Regions from separate parts of the Mus musculus genome. Here region 1 is linked to region 2. A link is a contact called in public HiCAR-type data. All regions are on one chromosome and are shown on one strand. The core of a region is the stretch at or near the end of the contact, and the rest is flanking DNA. Distances in the headings are between cores, read along the strand shown. Region 1 overlaps Zfp536 (zinc finger protein 536). Region 2 has its middle 48 kb from the start of Gm30483.

Region 1 (2,928 bases), core at 269-2,768, 370 kb after region 2:
TAACGACATCGAGCCGCCCCATCCTCCCATTATTAGTTTGAACAGAAGATCAGATTTAAGAAGTTTCACTAAATTAATTACTGTAATAGTATCTTGCCTTTCTGGAAACCCTCTGTGGTTGGTAAAGGGAAGACATTCTTTTATAGAGTGTGGGGCGCACAGAGTCCACCCATCGAATGCCTCCATCCCAACACGTATTTCTTTAGGGTCACATATGTGTCTGTGAGATGGCACGTACATCCAGGCTACATCACTGCTGGGCGGAGTTATGAAACTAGAGCTCACCTCAACTGCAACTGCATCTCTGCAAATATGTCTTGTTAAGTTTCAGAGCCCAAGCTGCAAAGTCTTATTATGCCCAAGATCTTATGCCATCTGCTCCCCACAAATTATTAGCAGCGAGTCCCACAAACCATCACCATGAAAGCCACCAATGTGAGCTGGCCTCTTTGCATAGAATAGACTAAAAGAATAGATCCACCATTGCCCCGGTCTTGAGTAAAAATGCAAATTATGCCACACGGTGCTAAATTATTCTGGGATATTTCATAATGTGAATTAATACCCACTAGAGGCTAAGCCGAGATCATCAAACTCATTTCACATAAGACAACGAATTTAACCACCCGTGACTCTATGACTGAGAAGTTAACAGGACTTCTAGCAACACCAACCACTCCAAGGTAGATTGTCCCTAAACACAACTGTCCATTTTCAAGACCATCCCATCCAAGGTAACTTTCTCCACTCTCTGCAGACAGCAGAACATTTAATAGGTGCTCAGGATGTCTGTTTACAGAATGATAAAACCCATCCCATGCATGATGTTCCGGCTGCCTCTAGTTGCCATTCTTAACAAACCCAAGGCAGTTTTGTGTTTTTTTTTTTGTTTTTGTTTTTTTTAAGAGATCTGATTTCATCAAAGTGAAAATAAATCGCTCTGACTTTCCAAGCTCGGCACAGTTGGGCTGCCCGCTTCTTGTTAGCAAAAACAAATGTCATCTTTTCAATCTGCATTTCAGGATCCACATTCCAGTGGAGGGTTAAATGATTCTTTTTTTTTTTTTTCAAATGTGAACAATCAAATGTAAGACAAGGCTCTCAAACGGGAGTGGGGGGGGCGGTGAGGCTGGATCAAAGGCTCTGTAGCCCAATGCCAAATGTATCTGTAATGCACTTGAACAATAAGACAGGCTGTCCCTACCCTGGAATAACACTGCCCGTATGAATCCCAGGAATTTAGTGTATCTGACAGTTTCTCTCAACCACCCATAACATTCTTGCCTGTCTCACTGGAGCTGGCAAAGGAGAATTCTGTAATTGAGTGGTAGAGAACATGTGCCCTCCTCGCTAGAAGATGACAGATGGATTATAAAAACTTCAAAGCCGAGCGTTTGGAGCACCAGGGGAGAGATAGTGGGCATTTGAGCTCTCTGTCTTTACCCAGGAGACAATGAGGCTGTGACATGGAGCATATATCAAGGAGTGGTGTAACTAGATAGACGTAATCTCTCTTTTCACTGGGTCTTTAACATTCTGTTAGGAACAAGTTTCAGGCCGGCTAAAGTACAGCCGTCTTCACGCTAATCGTCACAGGGCCTCCGTGACATGCCCCCCCCCTTTTCAACTGTGGTTAAATCAGTCTTCTCTGCACACTGATCTTTCTTCCTCTCCCCCCCCCCCCCCGCCAAGGAGAGCTTCTGCTTTAGGGAGGAGGTGGTTAAAGAAAAGTTAAGATTATTGTCTCTTCTGACTCACTAATCTGCTGAAACCTTGTTGCCTTCCGCAGGACTAAGGAAGGGCTCTCTCCCAGTGCTTGTCTACCGGTTGCCTGTCTTGAAGCCCTACCACAATTCTCCTGAGCCCATCGAAAGCTGTTGGTGTCCTTCCACTGGTCCCCAGTGACCCAGCCTCCCTGTCTCCTCCCTTCCCATAGCCAGCCAGGACACACTAGCACCACTGGCAGTAAGGACACAGTCCAGTTCCTAATGACAGACCTGGTCACTTCTTGCCCCCACATTTCAGCAGAGAAGAGCAAGCTAAAACAAGGCAGAAATGATCCACCAGCAGTCCTTAATATCCAGGCTGGGGCCTGCTGGGCAGCATCAGGAAAGCTGTCCCTGGTCCCACACAGAAGCCACTGCATAATCATTCATATTGATTTGACGAATTGTCAGCCCAGACCCCCAGAAAAAAAAAAAAACTTAAATTTTCTATGTCTCTTAAAATTTTGATAGAGGCATAAAATGGCTTATAGAATCTAATTATAGCAACGGACTTCAAAAAAAATGTCTCAATGTCAGAGATTAGTGAATCAAAGGCACATTTTTTTAAATCGATTCTTCCTTCTGAATATTAACAGTATTTATCATTCACACTGCCCTCTAGAAACACCAGCTAGAAGCCTTCTTCACTCCACCACAAGGGTCTCCCTGTACCAATTAGGCCATCAAAAACCAATACACTCAGGGTGCAGGGGAGTGAGAATCCCGCAGGGGCAGGACCGTCCCTCTAGATCTGTAGCTTCTTGCCACCACCACTGTCGTCATCCTTTCCAGTCTCTCCCCATCCTCTTTAAAGTGCCATGAGACAGATGGAGTTAAAGTGGAATTATTTTTATGAGACTCACACAAACTTTCTAAAATAATCAGACACGCCCTCCATGCTCCCCTCATTACCATCCCACACTTCCAATGTCCCCACACGGAGTCATAAATGCCACAGAATTCACCGAGGCAGGATGAGCAGTGATCTGTCTGTCTGTCTGTCTGTCTGCACCTCCATCACTACAGATGTTTGTCAGGCAGACATAGTCAAATTCCTACCAGGTCCCTTTTATGCTCCATCTTTGATGGCCCCACCGTAGATGCCACGAACCTCACAGGTGGGTATAAATATGTCGACTTACTCAGAAATAAGGGAGGCATG
Region 2 (2,808 bases), core at 190-2,689:
CAGCGTGTGTGCCTAATAGAGGCAGCACAAAACCGGAAACCATTTTCAAACTACCCTAACCTTTGCCCTGTCCCTTGGTCTGGGGTATTTAACAGAAGACTTGAGAGCTAAAAGAGAAAGAATCCATATTTCCAAACCCATTGTCCCCTGACAGCTAAAAACGGGCTGCTGCTGTCTCCTGTTCACTCTGCCACATAACTTTGAAGATTTTTGGACACATCTCAGTGTAGCAAAAATAAAAAGTAAAAATAAAATAATAATAATAAAATACTGCTTTAAAAAATATCAAGTGATGACTAATTTTGCCCAAAGGGGGGAAAATGGTTAATATTGAATCTTAATGTTCCTCATCTAAACGCTTTTTTCTTCCTGCTAAAAACAAGTTTCGAATTAAAGCATATCGGCTTACACATATTGCATGCATATTAGCGAGACACAGCTGTGTATGTCCCCCTCTTAAGAGCCATATGATTAAGTTATGAGATATCATATAATCCAAACTCTTTCTCTATTGGTCACCTTTTACAGACAAAAGCTTTTTCGTTTTTAGGTTTATTAAATGACAGAGCGTCCGACTCTGTAAGTGTTCCAGTCGTTATAATGGAGCACCTGTGACTTTGATTCCCTTCCCTCCCCCCCACTCCTCACTCACAAAGTCCATCTATAAATCGCTACCAAAATGGCCCAGGGGCTGACTGGGGCCAACCCTCCACGTCTGCAGCAGCTGCTGGTAGCTCCTTGACAAGGGTGGAGACCTCGGTGTGGACCTGGGTCTCAGAAATCTTAGTAAACGTCAGAATGACATGCCCCAGCCATGCCACCCCATAACTCCGAGGCAAGGGACAGTGGCCTCTCTTCATGAAGAACCAGTAGTTGAGAGAAAGGAGCTCTAAGGCTCCAAGGGAGCTCTTAGCTCTCGCTTCTCGTGTGTGGATCTGTGAGGCACCGTCTAGCAGAGTACAACATGGTAACTTGAAAATATGGTTTAAATGATCGTCACCCTGCGCCACTCCCCCCCCCCCAAAGTAACAGGCTCTCTGACCTAATTAAATCCACTTTAAAGAAACCAACTGGCGTGTGTGTGTGTGTGTGTGTGTGTGTGTGTGTGTGTGTGTGTGTGTGTGTTTTGTGTGGACAGCCTTTATTAAGCTTTTAAAATCGCAAATCCCTTTGTGCGTGCAAACTCCAGCAGTTTCCATGTTCGGGTGAGGGACACAGAACACAGACTATGTCTTTTGATGTGAAACAATGTCAAAAGGACTAATTATGAGTCATACTTTCTTGAAATTTTTGTTGGCTGATGTCGCCTCTGCAATTGGATCCCTGCATAAGGCCAGCAGCTCTTGCCGGAGGGGAGAACCTGGCACCTTCTGTTCCTGGGCCATCACCCTGGCCCTTTGCTGTTATGTAGGTCGAGAACGCCCGTGGGTTTCTAGGAAGGATCTCACTTTTAAACTTGGCATGGAAGTTACAGCTGGAGAGCAATGTCGTAGCGCAAAGATCTGTCTACACTGTGCGTGCTGAAAGAGGAAATGAGGTCAGGAGGGGCAGAAGAGAAGTGCATCTAAGGAAGGCTTCTTGGGACCTCAGGTCAGGCTCAAAAGCTGCTCCTGTAGCCCATGTTCTTCACAGGAATGCCTGCTGCTCCAAGTCTCTGAAGACAGTGGCTGGCAGCTTTTAGAGGGGCAGCCCTTTATCTGAGTCCAGGGAATGCAGGCCAGAGAGGAAGCAAATCCCACCTGAGGCTGAGCCCACAATGCTACCTGAAAGTGAGGGAGTCCCTGGATAGCAAAAACATAGAGTTAGACACAGGGGCAGGTCAGAGGCTGCACAGGAATGAAAGTGAAGGAAACTGTCCAGGTTAGAGCTGAGCTCAGATGAAAGGCTTCCCGAGCAGCTCGTGGGAAACGTTACAACTCCCTACGACCCATAATGGGAGCCAGATTCTTCTCCTGGTGGTTGTCAGGGAAGCCCCAGCACCTCCCACCTCCCCCGGAACAGCTGAGGGTCAGCACTCTTGGCCCTGGATTAACTGCTATGAACCTGTGAGGGGAAGGAAATGCCTGTTCCTGAACCAGGGACTTAGCAAAACGGTCCTAGAAACTGAGTTGTGGTGCTTTTATTTTATTTTATTTTTCCTTGTGCTAGCAACTGAACTCAAGAGTCTTGTGCACACTAAGCATGCTTTTCTAAAACCTAATGAAGTGCTCAGCCTGGTGGCACACAGCTATATCCCCAGCACTAGAGAAGCAGAGGCAGGAAGACTGAGAGGTGGAGGATAGCCTGGGCTGCTGTGTACTGAGAAGATGAGAAAGAGAGACAGACAGAGAGACAGAGAGACAGAGAGACAGAGACAGAGAGAGAGAGAGGCAGAGAGAGACAGTGGCAGAGACAGAGGCAGAGGCAGAGAAAGACACAGAGAGGGACAGAAAGATAGACACACACATGGGGGGGGACAGAGACAGACAGAGAGAAAAAAAGAGAAAGAAAGACAGAGACAGAAAGACAGACAGACAGACACACACAGAGAGAGAGACAGAGAGAGACAGAGACACATGCAGAGGCAGAGAGAGAGGCAGAGAAAGACACAGAGAGGGACAGAAAGATAGACACACACATTGGGGGGGGGGACAGAGACAGACAGAGAGGAAAAAAAGAGAAAGTAAGACAGAGACAGAAAGACAGACAGACACACACACACATACACACACACAGAGAGACAGAGAGAGACAGAGACACATGCAGAGGCAGAGACAGAGGCAGAGAAAGACACAGAGAGGGACAGAAAGATAGACACACACACGGGGC

Evidence for each region. HiCAR-type assays count read pairs that join an accessible place to other places.
Region 1: a HiCAR-type map of PVALB interneurons shows a contact between it and region 2, with 3 times the contacts expected there. The contact joins two enhancer-like sites. A contact is called at or near these places in 1 of 15 datasets of contacts at CTCF or cohesin (stem cell-derived epiblast-like cells), 2 of 484 Hi-C or Micro-C datasets (embryonic fibroblasts and embryonic heart), 13 of 115 datasets of contacts at active chromatin or transcription factors (PVALB interneurons, VIP interneurons, bone marrow-derived macrophages and 9 more) and 3 of 9 other capture datasets (embryonic stem cells, embryonic tail and embryonic trunk).

What each region holds. Positions count from the first base shown.
Region 1 is chr7:37,745,068-37,747,995 of GRCm38.p6, forward strand. All of the region lies in intron 1 of Zfp536 (zinc finger protein 536), which reads right to left. Among named protein-coding and RNA genes, the nearest start is that of Zfp536, 23 kb to the right of the region's middle. Within about 2 kb of position 1,519, at least 19 of the 459 cell types and tissues checked have an H3K27ac peak or open chromatin away from gene starts, as enhancers often do. A contact at or near this core is called in PVALB interneurons, where this site is marked.
Region 2 is chr7:37,374,447-37,377,254 of GRCm38.p6, forward strand. It overlaps a transcript of Zfp536 not described here. Among named protein-coding and RNA genes, the nearest start is that of Gm30483, 48 kb to the left of the region's middle. Within about 2 kb of position 1,440, at least 26 of the 459 cell types and tissues checked have an H3K27ac peak or open chromatin away from gene starts, as enhancers often do. A contact at or near this core is called in PVALB interneurons, where this site is marked.